Regions from separate parts of the Gossypium hirsutum genome. Here regions 2, 3 and 4 are each linked to region 1. The links are chromatin contacts, called in public Hi-C maps. All regions are on one chromosome and are shown on one strand. The core of a region is the stretch at or near the end of the contact, and the rest is flanking DNA. Distances in the headings are between cores, read along the strand shown. Region 1 holds the start of LOC107927068 (60S ribosomal protein L22-2). Region 2 holds the start of LOC107926652. Region 3 holds the start of LOC107927789 (phytochrome A-associated F-box protein). Region 4 holds the start of LOC107926893 (U1 small nuclear ribonucleoprotein A).

Region 1 (3,653 bases), core at 746-3,245:
CTAAGTTGCTCACACAAGCTAAAATTACATCAGGTTACCCGTCCGAGCTAAACCTATGTTACATATAACTCAAGAATTTGTAACAAATGCCAAATCTCATTATAACATGTATAATCTTTGGTCAAGCGTGCGTATAACCCTATTGACATGCCAATTGTATCATAGTCTTTTACTAGGTTCACACAGACAACATTTATACATAAATGCATTATCATACCTGTAATCATTCTTATTTACTTGTCATACCCTGTGTTCAGTCACATTTGCATTTTCGTAACTTGTACACTATTCTATCGTATGACATTCATTTATCTCATTTCATTTCAAATTAGTCCAATTCATATATATATAATTTCACATTAAATTTTAGAATCACATATCAAAATGTCATCAACCCACAATTAACTCATATCATATACATGTTCAATTCATTCTCATATTTTATATCATACTCCCAATAAATCATAATAATTTTTATTTCATTCAAATTAGTCCACTATTTTGGCAATCAATATCTATCATAGCAATTTAATTCATACGATCGTTACTAAGTCACTTTGATATTCAATAATGAAATATGATGTGAATATACAAAGAAACAAATTGTTCTCGAATCATAAAAGCACAAACTGATATCTTGCATCACTCAACGACGTCTCTTGTTTTTCCTTTCCCTTTTGACGACCTGAAGTCGTTGTCGCTATATTCAATAATTCAATAAATAAAGAAACATTAGATTTCATTCATTCCACATCCAAATACAAACCCACATATATTAAATTTTATTCAATTTAGTCCCTAAACTCAGGATAAACTTAACTTCGATTCCTAGCATCAGATTAAAATCTGATTTCATATATTTTCATTAGGGACCTTATATTTTCTATTTATAACATAATTTCATGATAGATTTTACATTTATTCAATTTGGTTCCCAATGTAACAAACTTAACAAACAAGATAAATTAACTTTACAATTTAGTCCTTTTAATAATCTAAGCTTAAAATCTATCAATTTCAAACCTAATTCGTCAATTAATCAACAATGAAAGCTTTCCAAAACCTTATCAATTTACCAAATTGGTACATAAGCTAGTTAAATCAAGCTTCCATGATCACAAGTCTATAAAAATTGCAAGAAAATGGCTTGATTTCACTTACCAAATTAATGGCTGAATACCTACAATTTCGAAAGCTTTCGTTTGGTTTTTCTTTCTTATTTGGACGGTAGATAAATGAAATGAAGGAGATGATACTATTTTCTCCTCTAGTTTTAACTTATATAGTTAATTAAAATTAATTAATTTGATTTAATTAAATATAATCAACTTTAATTTCTAATTAAGCTTAATGGTTTCTCACATAATCATCCACCATCAACAAATTAAAAATGGTTTAATTACCATTTTGGACCTTTGTTTAATTTCTATTTAGGTCCTCAAATCTTGTGTTAATTAAAATTTAATAACAATTAAATTTTTATAATTTAGTCCTTGAGGCTTAATTAATCACATTTTCGGTTAAATTGTTCAGTCAAACTTCAACATATTTTTATAATAACCCCGAAAATATTTTTATTTAATATTTACGGACGTGGTTTATGAAAATTAGGTTTTGAAATCGCATTTTCTCACACCATTGAATTTCGAGTCGTTATAGGAACCGAACCGAATTCTATTTTTTATTTAATATAAAATAATTTAAATTTTTATTATATAAAAATAAATATTTTTTATTTAAAATAGTGAAAATAATTTAAAATTTTGTTAAATAATATTTAAAAGTTATAAAATAAAATATGTTTTGTCAAAATAAGTCTAAAAATTCAAAACAAAAAATTAATATGAAAAAAGTCAAAAACTAAATCAAGAGGAACCAAATTATAATAGATGATTCATAAAATATAAAAAAATTCGACCCTACCAAACCGATATCACGTTTACTATTAGAATTAATTACACAATTTAAAATCCAGGTTCATTCACTGAATAATTTGGGCCATAAGAATTGACTTTACATTGGATGGTCGCATCAGTATCCGTTTTTTCATTTAAGCAGAGAAAGGCCGAAACCTTAGCCAAGCTAAAAAGCCCAACTCTTACACTCCAAAACTGAAAAACCCTAGTGTGGAATCCATATATTCTTTACCCTCTGCACCAAGCATTTGTGACATCGCCGTCTTCAATAACGAAGATACAGAGCTAAGGTACTCTCTCTCTCTTCGCTCTCCCTCTATTACTGCTGTTAGTCTTAGTCTTTCTCTTGTTTTTCTTTTTAATTGATTTGACCAAGTGAAAACGCAGTGAGTTGGTGTGAGGATGAGTCGTGGTGCAGCAGCTGGAGCTAAGGGAAAGAAGAAGGGAGCCTCCTTCACCATCGACTGTGCGAAGCCGGTTGAGGATAAGATCATGGACATCGCTTCTTTGGAGAAGTTTCTTCAGGAAAGGATCAAGGTTGGTGGCAAAGCCGGTGCTCTAGGTGACTCCGTCACTGTCACCCGCGACAAGACCCGTATCACCGTTACCTCTGACTCCAACTTCTCTAAGCGGTACTTTCTCCATTTCTCTTTTGATCTTTTGGTTGTATTATTTGAACCACTCGTATATATAGATCTTAAAGTTTGTTTGAATCTTAAGCAACCAAAAATGGCAGAAATCTTTTAGATTTAGGGTTAATTTAAGGTCGATGATGACAAGTTTTAAGGCTTGTTTCTCAAAACATTCGCAGTGGCCGCCTGAGAGCTTTCGCCTTCGCCGGGCTTGAGAGCTTCTGCTGCTTTAATCCTTCCTTGGATGTCTGAGGCCTTGCTAGTTGATACTCTCGTCTTTACTTAGTAGGGGAATGGCTTTTTGTTTGCTTTATAATTTTAATTGAATCCTTTTAAAGATATGACTTCTTTTATTAGATAAAGACAGATAAAGCGTTTTGGTTTATGACCAATGATGACAATTCTTTTGCATTGTTTCTTCCTTGATTGTGTACACTTTTTTCTGTGGTATTTGGTTCTTTGTTTTAAAGGGCAAAGAACCATCTTTTAATTTGAGTTTTGGCTGACGGTTGCTTGGTTTTTAGGTACCTTAAATACTTGACTAAGAAGTACTTGAAGAAGCACAACGTCCGGGATTGGCTTCGGGTGATTGCTTCCAACAAGGACCGTAATGTTTATGAACTCCGCTACTTCAATATTGCTGAGAATGAAGGGGAAGAGGAAGAATGAGCAATCAGTTCAGTTACTTTTCTCTGTTACCTATCTGGTTTATTAGTTCAGAGGAAACTTGTTTGTGTCAAATCGTTGGACTTGTTTGGGTTTGCTTTTTGACCCTTGGCTTTATTTTCAATGAAGTTTTGGTTGCTGATAGTTAAATTTTTTGTTTATGTATTAATATATTAGATTCTATAAAAGAAGGATGCATATTTCTTTTCATGAGTTGATTGTTTAGAGCTCTCAATTCACTGATATGCTCATGGCTGCAAGTGCCATTTTCTATAAAGTATTCTCAGTGGTGATTTACTTGCAAATGCAATCCATTCATGGATGATTATGCAAGGTAGAGATTGGTGACAAGATCAAAGCCTTGGAATATGTAACCAAATTGAATGATTATGTTGTGTATAAATATATTGTGGATAATTTTATCCATGATGTGCATGCA
Region 2 (3,653 bases), core at 780-3,279, 230 kb after region 1:
TAGAGAAAGATAACAAGTGTCAACACACAAATAGCCTGGACATGGTTTCTGGGGCATCTACTGAATTGAACCTCAACATCGACAATCCTAAACCCAAGAGTAGCTTTATACGAACAAAGACCATCGTCAATTACTGCACCAGGTTTGATAGCTTTAAGTGCTCATAAAATGGCATCCTACCACTCATTTTCACTTGAATGCAGCAAGTAACAACACTACGCCCAATAGGGCTACCTCAACCAGTTACATATTTCGAACCTGGCAAAGCTTTAACAATCATGTGATCAGTACCCTGATCACATAAGCGGACCATTATATAACTATCACTACTCAGGATATGCAGTCTTCTATAGATATTGAAGCTAAGAGAATTTTCTAGGCAATAAAAAACTTCATAGCAAGCAACTTAAAAAGACAATTTTTCCCATTGAAGTTTTCTGCTACAGGGTGTCTGCAGAATGCGTAACAAAGATCTTTCCTATAGTTCCATACTGTTAAGTTCATATAGATAGTCTCAAAATAGCACTTTAAAAGTTTTAACGAGTTTGGATAGTGATTCTAAGCTCTGATTACAATTCTCACTTCCACATATTACTTATCCCCAGTCCTCAATGACTACTTCAGTTCCCACAGCATTTGCTATTGCGATCTCTGCTATAGTCCTCCATTCTGCCCTCTTTACCTCATTCCAACTCTTCATTTTTCTTGAAATATCAGATACATAAGGATACTAAGATCAACCTAGAAGTATATATATCTGAAAAAAGACTAGAAAAACATCAACCTGCCTGTGTTGTACTCATACCCGATATTTGATGCTTAGCCACGAATCTTATCAACATAGCTTAATAGTTACAGGAAATCACTGTTCCGAAGTTGTTTAGAGTACATGATCTTGTGAATAACTTCTATAGTAGAATGCAGAATAACAGGATGGGGATCTGTTTAACATGGTCTTAGCATTCTAAACTATCTGGCTCGTAGCATTAATAAGGGTTGCACTAATGTTTTAACCTATTCTACATTATCTTGCTTTATCTTGCTCATATCACTAACGTGTGGTTGATCAGTTCTTCCCTAAACCAAGCATTTAAAGGATGAAACCAATACCAACCACATAAACAGCAACAAATAAATATGAGTTCAAGGTCTAAACCCATTAAAAAAGTTGAGTCCATCAATTTCGATTAACTAAAAACCCAATTCAATTTAAACCAAGGTTCATACAAATCCGTTTTTCATGAACCTCTGTAGTTAATTTATTCTACCCCCACAAATTCCTCTAAATTGAAGGAAAAGAAGACTTAATTCTAAGTTTGCTTACTTTCCCATTACTATTAGCGCAATCCAATCCGCAGCCGCACTGTGGGCACTCGTAAAAGTTGTCAATAGGAAAGCTAGCAGATGCAATCCCCACCGAAAATTCCAGCTCATCTTCATCTCTAACAACCTCCACGATGTTGAGCCATAAAAACAGGATCTTGACACTGATCCCACTCAGGTTTTTGAGCCTGTTGTTGGAGATGATCCCGCTGATCGTGGATTTGTATTTGAGTTGATAAGACCCTTCCAGTGAGAAGCTACACGAACCCTCTAAGTAGGCATGGAACCGACCGGTGGATTCATCTAATTTGTACTTTAAGACGCCTTGGGGGAGAAGCCCAACGGGGAAGTTGTAGCCTTGGAGGACTTCGTAGGGTGAAAGGGAGTCGCCGGTGAGGTTGAGGGGGGATGACGTGGCCAGTGGGGTGTGGAGGAAGAGGAGGAGGAGGGCGGCTGTGAAAGTGGCGGTGGGCGGAAGGAAAGCCATTGCTTTGTTTGGGTTAGGCAGCGAAAGAGGACAGTGGAGGAAGAAGAGGGGAAAGGAGATGCCTTGTTACCGAGTGCGTGTCGGGGGGTTGGCCGCTTTGGTTAATGAGTAATGAGTGATGAGTGATGAGTGATGAGTAATGATTGACTTTAAGGGAGGAAAGGGCCACATGGTATTTGGCTGTCTTGGAGCACGTTGTTAACCGGAAATGAGACAAATCGGGACGCAAATTTCTGAAGCGGTGACTAAGCTATTATTCTTTGTGTACGCTTAACAGGGTTAATTGGCTAATTATATTAATCATTTAATAATCAATATTATATTAATCAAATTTTTTAAGTCCATTTTACATTTAAAATACATCATGTATTACTACATTATTTAATATGTAAAAAAAATTCTTTTAGTATCTATCTTTAATAGACCTACAGAATACTGATGATTAATTACTAGACTTATTCCAACAGATTCTTTGAGAAATAAAATAAAATAAATCCTTTTAAATTTTAATGATACGCCCCTTTTCATATTTTAGATTCAATTTGTTTATAAAATGAGTAGAATTTAATTTGTGTGTTTTCAATGTGCTTCATTGTAGCATTTAATAAACAAATTAATAATTAGTCTTATAGAAAGATTTAATTGATACAATATTAATATTTTAAGAATTCAATTATAATATTTTAAAGTTTAAGAATTCATTTAAAATTTGAATGATAGTTTGAAAACCTTTTATAGAATTAACCCTTAAAAACATTTTTTTTCAAAATAATTTATATTTCGTTGATTTACATTTTATTTATTTATCAATTATTAGAGAATAAAATAACACCATCTTCAAAATCACAAGGTGAATTGCATGGTATATTAGTTGTAAACGATGTCTCAATATTTCTCACTTTATTTACTAATGACAATTTTTTGCTCTTTTGGGCCACTGATTCTGAATGTACAGTGGTAAGGAGATACTCTGTGAGACGACGTCAGGACTAGCAATTAACTTTGTGAAGTCAGGAATCATGTTTAGTTCAAACACTAGTGGCACCATTCAAGATTCGGTTAAATCTATGTTGGGCATTAATAGCCCTATTGATCATAGGCGTTATCTCGAGCTTCCTTCGTTGGTGGGTCGTAACAAGTGGCAAGCCTTTGCTTTTATCAAGAAGCATATTAGTAAATGCATTTTTCATTGGCAAAATAAGCTATTGTCTTGGGTAGGTAAAAAGGTCTTGATAAAGAATGTTACTCAATGTGTTCTCGTGTATAACATGAGTGTGTTTTTGTTGCTTGTGCCTTTATGTGCTAAGTTGCATAGAATGTTGAACTTGTTCTGGTGGGGGTTCTAGTTGAAATTGTCGTAAAGGAGTTCACTGGACGATGTGGGATCGTCTATGCGTCCCTAAGAAGTGGGGCGACATAGGATTTATAGACTTTTATTGTTTTACCTTGGCGTTATTGGGAAAGCAGGTTGTGGATTGGTTTCAAATCCAAATAGTTTAGTTAGTCGTTTCTTTAAGGCTAAATATTTTTCGAGTTGTAGTCTTTTTGAAGCTGATGAGGTTACCAATTAATCTTTTATTTGACAAAGTTTAATTGTTACACGTCATATTGTGCATATCGGAATTCAATAGAGAGTTGGTAATGGGTGTGATATTAGAGTTTATCATGATTCGACGCTTATTAATGATGATAATTTTTATGTTGATTCGCTTCTGTTACTTGGTATAAAAAATATTTGAGTTTTTGATTTGCTTAATGTGGATGGGTGGTCTTGGAACAGACCATTGATTGAATGTTTGTTTTCACCAAGTGATTGTGAATAGATATAGCAAATCTTGATTAG
Region 3 (3,653 bases), core at 775-3,274, 180 kb before region 1:
ATAGTGAGTTTTTTAAAGCAGAAACCTTAAAGGGGTTACCTTTTTCTTTGTTGACTTTGAGGTTTTTTACTTTCCGAGAATTTCTTGCTTTTAGGACGCCACGAGTTGCTGTTAATTCTGCATGGTGGAATCCTGTTTTGGCTCGATTCTTCTGAGTGTGCCCTTTGGTTGTAGATTGACTATCATCTTTAAAGAGAACTGCTGAATGCTTAGCAGCATCAAGAAAGCCTGATGTTGAAATCTTTATAGATTCTTGCATCGTTCGCAGGCTTGATTGGGCAGGGCAATCTTTGATAGTTTCTCCGATATTTTTTCCAGGATTTATTAAGTTGGAATGGTTGTCGTGGCTTGGAGACTCAATTATTGAAGATGGATTAGGGATGGATGGAAGATCCTGAGTTAATTTTTCCAGAATTTCTGTTTTGCTCAAGGAGTCCGATTCCTTTCTGTAATCATTCCTGGAATTTGAGACTGATCTTCCTATGTTTGATGCCCTAGATGTTGCTTCCATTGGACTTGATTGGATGCTGTTGACCTGGAGCTCCTGAAAGCCTGCAGCAATTTATTCAGAAAATAAATTGATTTTATTTTCGATGCCAGCTTTATCTTGTTTAACCCCATCTGTTACTGTTGCTAAACTCAGTGCTTGCTGCCGGACTGGGTTACGTGAAACCGCATTAATGGTCTCTCTTTTGTTAGAAATTAAATGCCCTTGTAGGTTTATTATATCCCCTTTCTGGCCTGGATTTTTGTTGGTCTAAGAGGAGTCTGTAGCTTGGGTTCTTAATTTTGACCCGTCAGTGTGGTGCGAGATTTGGTCCTTGTGCATAGGGCCATCTTTTCTTCCTGGACCCAACACGATAGGGCCTGGTTGGATATGTAAAGTACCACTTTCTATTTCCTCTTCATGGGCTTTGGAAGACCCATCGTCATCTAGGGTTTCCAACACCTGGAATCTTGAGTTCCTTTCTGCCCCGGCTGTGCTTCCTCCGTCAACCTTCCGTCCTACTTTGCCAGTTTTTCTTGCCTTTTTTTCAACAAGCATCCACGGCCGTAGCCACCGCGACTGGAGTTCTCGTCTTTATTTTCCCTCATGGTGAGACTCTGTTTCGGTTTATCTCCTGGACTGCCTTCTCCAAATCCTTCTAATCCCTTCTCTCATTTGGGCCATATTTCTTTTGTGTGTCCATAGTGCCCACACTGGAAACACACCATTAGGAGTTGTTCATACTCGATTCGTTGAGTAAAACCATTGATCATAACATGAGAAATCAAGGGTTTGTCTAGATTAACGAAAACCGCCATCCTCGCAAATCTTCCTCTTACACCGTTATCGGTGTTGAAATCAAGCTTTACGACTTTTCCGATCGTCGCCCCGATTTCTCGTAGAACTTGCCATTTATACATATGGCCAGGTAATCTAGGAAGTCAGATCCAAACTATGACTGTGCTTGGGTACGGTTGAATGGGGTTGAAGTCTATAGTCCATGGTTATACTGTTAAGTACTGACCAAAAATAACCCGAGGCCCTTGGCACAACGCCTTCTCAAAATCTTCTGAGTTTTTGAATTTTGCTAGAAAATACCCGTTTTCCACGTCCATTAGCCGGAATGGTTGAGAGGGTTTCCAAAGCGAATTTACCTTTGTTTTGCAGTGCATTATAACCTATATTTCTCCCCAATAGTTTAATTACTACTGTGAATTCCATGTGTTTAATGAGGATTTGGTTGATTCGATCAGAAAATTTAATCGAAGCAATGCCATCGATTGTTGAACGTTCCACGTCTTCTTCCAATAACTCAAAGTCCTCATCTTCGTCCAAACCTATTGCGATTGTTGTTTTCTCATTCGAGTAAAGCCCTCTGCCCATCAGTCGGTCTTTCCAAGAAAGAGATTTTCCAATTTCTTGTGTAGCTTCCATTGCGACATCCTGATTTTCCTCGATTTCTCGTATTCTAACTTTCTTTGTTGATCTACTCGCTGGTTTGCCTTCATCATTGCCATCGTGTTCCGTAAGGTCCATCGTTTTCTGTTATACAACTTTAAAAATAAAGAATATTTAAATCTAGTAGTCTGTTAACTAATTTCTAATTGATGATCAACTTATTAAAATTTAAGATTAATATACAAAAGTTAATTCTCCAAATCAGTTTTAAGATTATAACCGCCTATAAATCGGGATTAGGTTTACTTAAAAACCCTAAAATAAGGTATTATAATTTTAACGACCATTAAATTTAATTTCTTTACAAATAACACTTGAAGCCAATAATAAAATTAAAAAAAAAATAGATCCAAACTCAATCAAATAAAATTAAAAAAAAATTATTTATAAAAAATTTCAAAGATTATAACTTTCAAAATTTAATAAATAAAATTCTTTTATTTGATCCAAAATAAAAATTTTACATCTCTTTGTTTATCGCATGATATAATATAATTTAGGCATAATTATTATTATTTTTGGCCCTCTTAACTTTATATAAAAAGATCATTTTAGAATTTCATTTAATTTTTTTATCTTTTTAACTTTTAAATTTACATTTTTTGTCAAATCATCCAAAATGAATGAAAAATTTAGCTTCTGTTAACTTTGTTGACATAGCGACATACACGTGGATGACATGTCAATATTTAATTAATTTTTATAATTTTTTTTAATAATTAATGTAATTAAATTATATAAACTAATCAAACTGCTCAAACTAATTACTTGACCGATTCAACCACCGATTCAATTCTGAAAATTTTGTTTAAAACTGAGGAAAGTAACTTAAAATAAGCTCTCTTTTTTTCCTTAATCTTCCACTCACCTTATAAATAAGCAATCAATATAAAAAATGAATAATCATCATGAACTCATAGAAATATGATCTGTTTTTCTTTTTTTACCACGCTTGCTTCTAAGGAGGACATCCATGTCACACAAGGATATGTGCTCATAGTAAAAACAGGATAGGTTACCGTTCAATCAATTCAATTAAATAAATTATTATTAAAAATTCATAAAAGAAATTTTTTTTAAAAGAACTAATTCTGAAGCTGATTCAATCGATTCATACCGGTTTACAAATTAATCAGTTTAATCTCTCTCTCCAAATTAGTATCCCAATCAATTTCTGATCCAATCAGTTCTGATCCAATCAGTTTAATTCGATTTAAACAATAATGCTCCAGCTGAACTAAAATAAAATTCTCAGAATTTGAAAATTAAAGTCGCAAATATTGCTGTCACATCCAGGTCTAGTGATGAAAGATTAACCATTGCCTCTGTTGCACGGGCTCAAAACAACAGTCTCCATTCCAAGGAACAGGAAATATAGGAAAGATCCAACAAAAATACAACAATCTCCATGCATTATTTTTCTTGGAAATTTGAATGATCACAAATTATCATCATGCATGATGGTGAACACCATCTCCGCCATCCTTTTCTTTTCGTGCGGCAGCTCTTATTTTTCGTTGCTCTTCCTTGTAAATCCTATTTCTTCGCTGAAACTGCAATAATTATCAACATTGAACAAAATGGATGTCAATATATGAAATGAATCATAGCGCCATTGAATCAAACATCCACGTTGTTGTCACCACCACGAATCATGGGATGAAATCATGAGATCTAAATTTATGAGGGGCCATGTCGAAATATAAAA
Region 4 (3,653 bases), core at 760-3,259, 140 kb after region 1:
GTTCAATTAGCATTCAATATCCATGAAAGCAAACAAATATGCAACTTCAACACCATAAAGCATAAAATAAAGTACCATGTAGATCATATAAAAACAACTCTCTCCAACCCTTTCGACCAGCAGGAAGTTTGCAACAACTGAATTTCAGCAGCTCTGAAGTTATAAATGTTGCAAAGGCTAAAACATATAACCTTCCGAGCAGTACATATCAAGGATATGGTTGCAATACTAAGCAAGTTTAATTTCAACTGGATAGCATAGATTGAGCAAAAACATTTTAAATCACATACTAAGGTACTATATTTCATATAACTTACAGGAGGTGTTGCACCGTAAGCACCCGCATAAGATGGATTCAAACCTGCTGCAGCTTGATTAGGATCAAGTTGTTCTTTCCGTTTTTTCCCTCCTACATTTAGACAAGATACAAATCTCTACAGAAGTGAAAGAAAGAGCACTACACAAAAAGTTAAAACTGTATGTCACAGATCAGAGCTATCAACAAGTTAAAGAAATAGGGGTTATAAACAGGCTTAATCTGAAAAAACAGTACATTTCAGTGCTGAGTTTTACTTCCCCATCAACACCTTAATGTGCACCAAAGGTAACAATGCCGGCAAAACTAATGACTTAATTGGTGGGGCAAAAGAAAATAAAAGTCAGAAGAGGAAGGAGCTGAAGGAGGGAGATTTATTTTGACATTAAGGCAATTTATAATGCATCTAAATGGGCATGTCAAATTGATCAGCAACATCTCAATAGTAAGCCATGCAAAATTAGAAGGCAGGTCTAAAAAACTCAAGGCTATAAATCCAAGTAGAAGTAAAGAATCTATTATTAACAACATTTGTAGCAATACTAATTGCATGCACATACATAGACAATGGCATGCAACAACACCGATATTACTTGCTCAATTGTTAGCGTTTCTAACCAAAGGTGAAAGAAAAAGTGGAAAGTACCCTTTTCGTCATGCCTCTTTCGCTTCTCTCGGGGGACAAAAGAGCCATCTGCTTTTGCTATTATGTCAGATTTAGTCTTTGCATATTGTATTCTCTGCAAATAATTGCACGTTACATACATTATTCACAGTAGCAAAGGTTTTAATGCTTTATGGAAGCAGAGAACACAGTTAACATGAATCACCGGAATACAAAGAAAATCCACTTTGGTGTCCATAAATACTTCATATACTTCTGATTTTTTATTTTTTTTTTACTTTCGACATAGTAAAAGAAACCCAGTCATTTGATGCATTTTCCACTAACAACAAAAGGCTAACAAACCAATATAGTCAAATATAAAAGAAGAATCTGAACAAAGAAATCAATTGAAAACCCAGAAGAAACAAAATTGTCGAATATGCAGAGGTAGAAAAAATTCGAAAAAAAAAATACTGCGTATACCATTTCCTTGTCGTAAAAAGGAAAGCCCTGCATTCGCCCAAGAGCATTGGTAGCGGAGGTAACATCCTCGAAAATAACCCAAGCTTGACCTTTATGTTTCAGAGTTTTAAATGCTAACACATCCAATATCTTCCCAAATTGTGAAAAGACAGCGTGCAACGATTTCTTCAACTCTGCAAACATCATTCAAGGAAAAAAAAAGTAAGAAGAAAAAATCAATGTAAATCCATTTTAATTTGAATAAAGAATTGAAATAAGTACGGTCGATTTTGATCTTCTCGTTGAGATTGTTAATGTATAATGTCATATTGGGAGGAATTTCTTCATCCTGACTAATCTCCGCCATGTTTCCCCCTGGCTCAAGCTCTAACCACAATCAAGCAGCAATGAATGAGTGAGACGAGCAAAACGGAGGTTTAACTTGGGTTTTTTTTTTTTAGGGTCAAACTGCCCTAATCGGTTGCAGAAGAGTTGACAGGGAAGATCCGGAAAGGTTGAGATAAGATTGGGCTGAGATGGATCACTTTTCCTCGATTAGGGCCAATGGCCATGCTCTTTGGGTATTTGGGCAGGGTTCGCTTTGACAGTAACCATTAAAATGATAGATACGAGAATCATCTACTAATCTCTAAGATTAAGATACCAACATAATAAGCATGTCCAAGTCTCATCCCAAATTAGGATCCACAAATCTCTGTAGGAATAAGTCTGGAAAGTCAATTTTTTGAGTAATTTCATAGATTTTACATCAATTCATTATCAAATCAAAAGCTTTATTTTTTCCTTTCAAGCTAAATGATTTTTTATTCTAATATTTAATTATTTTTTAAAAAAAGTATGCTATTATTTGCAATGATTCGTTAAAAATAACGTTTTTGGGTATAATTAAAATGCATTAATTTATTGATTCAAATATCACGATGAAAAATTTTCAAATGATAATTAAAATATTTTAAATAAATGTCACGTATAATATAATTTTATTATATGTAATTAATGTAAAGTAATATTTTTTTTCAAATTAGTAACTAATTAACTTTGATGTTTTAACAAGTAATTATTCTATTTGATATCAATAAAATATAAATTTAGAAATAAGATAAAAGGTGAGAAGTTTCGTAATCAAACTCGTGTTTATATATGTAAGTTTGTTGGCCCTAAAATCTTGATTGTTGGGGATACTTCTAGGCAAGATTACCAAATATTGATAGGTGGTTGTTAGGTCAAGTGTTCTCTGATTAGCTGCTAAATAAGTTGAATGCCTTGGTCTAATAAATATTGGATCATGCTTAACTTATAATATGATATAACAATGTGAAAAATAATTAATTTGATATATTAATACTACAAAACAAAATTAAATATGGTAAAAGGATTATAGAGGTAGTGGATATCAATAAAAATAAAGATAAATTTGGATATTCATGTAAGAATAGTGGACTAAAGTGGATAAGACAATTATCAATACGTCATTCAATTGCAATCTCTATTCAAGTGTTTTGAGATTTTGATAAAAATGGATTAAATTTGGGTAAGGCAAAGTGGAGTAGCTGGCAACACTATGATTTTTTTTTATTGAGTTGGTGTTATTCATTAATAAAATTTAATTTAGTTAGAGAATTATTTAAAAAAATTATCTTATTTCCAAAGTAAATTATATGATTGTGAGAGTATTTTTGTCTTTTTATATAAATCAATAAAAAATTATCCATAATGATATTTGAACTATGGACACTATACATATAAAACTTTTTCATTTACCATTTGAACTGAGATAATTTTTAATTTTTATTTGAAACTTTAATAAGTGTGTTTAGTACCAATAAAGGCTTATTTCCTAAATTATTTACAGAAATGGGCCATTTTTAAAAATAATAACGGGTATGGATCGAAAACTACAAAAATACGTTGACATGGACGCATTTTTAGGAGATAACCCAGAAAAACGCTTCCACATCAGCGCTTTTTTCCTTGTGTCAAGCACAAGCGCTTTGACGTGGACGCGCTTTTGGCCATGTAATCCTCAGTGGGTTATTTGCTAATTAGGGCCTAAGTTTAAGGTTCTTGAGTTTGATTAGGGTTTAGGAATTTTTAAATTAAAGTATTAGGTTTTTAATTGTTTAGGGTTTTAGGGTTTAACTTTTTTAATTGCTAAGTATTGTTCTAGAAAAAATAATTTTGACAAGATGGGTTCTGAAAAAATAAATTTGATGTGATGTGTTTTGAAAAAATTATTTTAATAAGATG

Evidence for each region. Hi-C and Micro-C count contacts between places; a contact is called where the count stands out from the background.
Region 2: a contact with region 1 is called in a Hi-C map of leaf, with 1.6 times the contacts expected there. The contact joins the promoter of LOC107926652 here to the promoter of LOC107927068 in region 1. A contact is called at or near these places in 5 of 34 Hi-C or Micro-C datasets (hypocotyl and leaf).
Region 3: a contact with region 1 is called in a Hi-C map of leaf, with 2.4 times the contacts expected there. The contact joins the promoter of LOC107927789 here to the promoter of LOC107927068 in region 1. A contact is called at or near these places in 4 of 34 Hi-C or Micro-C datasets (leaf and petal).
Region 4: a contact with region 1 is called in a Hi-C map of leaf, with 2.9 times the contacts expected there. The contact joins the promoter of LOC107926893 here to the promoter of LOC107927068 in region 1. A contact is called at or near these places in 9 of 34 Hi-C or Micro-C datasets (fibers, hypocotyl, leaf and 2 more).

Annotation. Positions count from the first base shown.
Region 1 is chrA08:16,935,141-16,938,793 of Gossypium_hirsutum_v2.1, forward strand. LOC107927068 (60S ribosomal protein L22-2) reads left to right here and starts at 1,996. Exons shown (of 3, transcript XM_016858070.2): 1 at 1,996-2,206; 2 at 2,304-2,548; 3 at 3,073-3,424. The coding sequence starts at 2,319. The coding sequence ends at 3,217. It overlaps LOC121205551 (small nucleolar RNA SNORD14), which reads left to right and starts at 2,681; the gene lies at 2,681-2,804.
Region 2 is chrA08:17,167,515-17,171,167 of Gossypium_hirsutum_v2.1, forward strand. LOC107926652 reads right to left here and starts at 2,030. Exons shown (of 1, transcript XM_016857574.2): 1 at 1,160-2,030. The coding sequence starts at 1,810. The coding sequence ends at 1,283.
Region 3 is chrA08:16,759,522-16,763,174 of Gossypium_hirsutum_v2.1, forward strand. It overlaps LOC107927789 (phytochrome A-associated F-box protein), which reads right to left and starts at 2,025. Exons shown (of 2, transcript XM_041074767.1): 1 at 40-2,025. LOC107927694 (NADH dehydrogenase [ubiquinone] iron-sulfur protein 5-B) reads right to left here. Exons shown (of 2, transcript XM_016858832.2): 2 at 3,184-3,498. The coding sequence ends at 3,397.
Region 4 is chrA08:17,070,973-17,074,625 of Gossypium_hirsutum_v2.1, forward strand. LOC107926893 (U1 small nuclear ribonucleoprotein A) reads right to left here and starts at 2,010. Exons shown (of 5, transcript XM_016857870.2): 1 at 1,668-2,010; 2 at 1,407-1,579; 3 at 963-1,056; 4 at 318-409. The coding sequence starts at 1,752.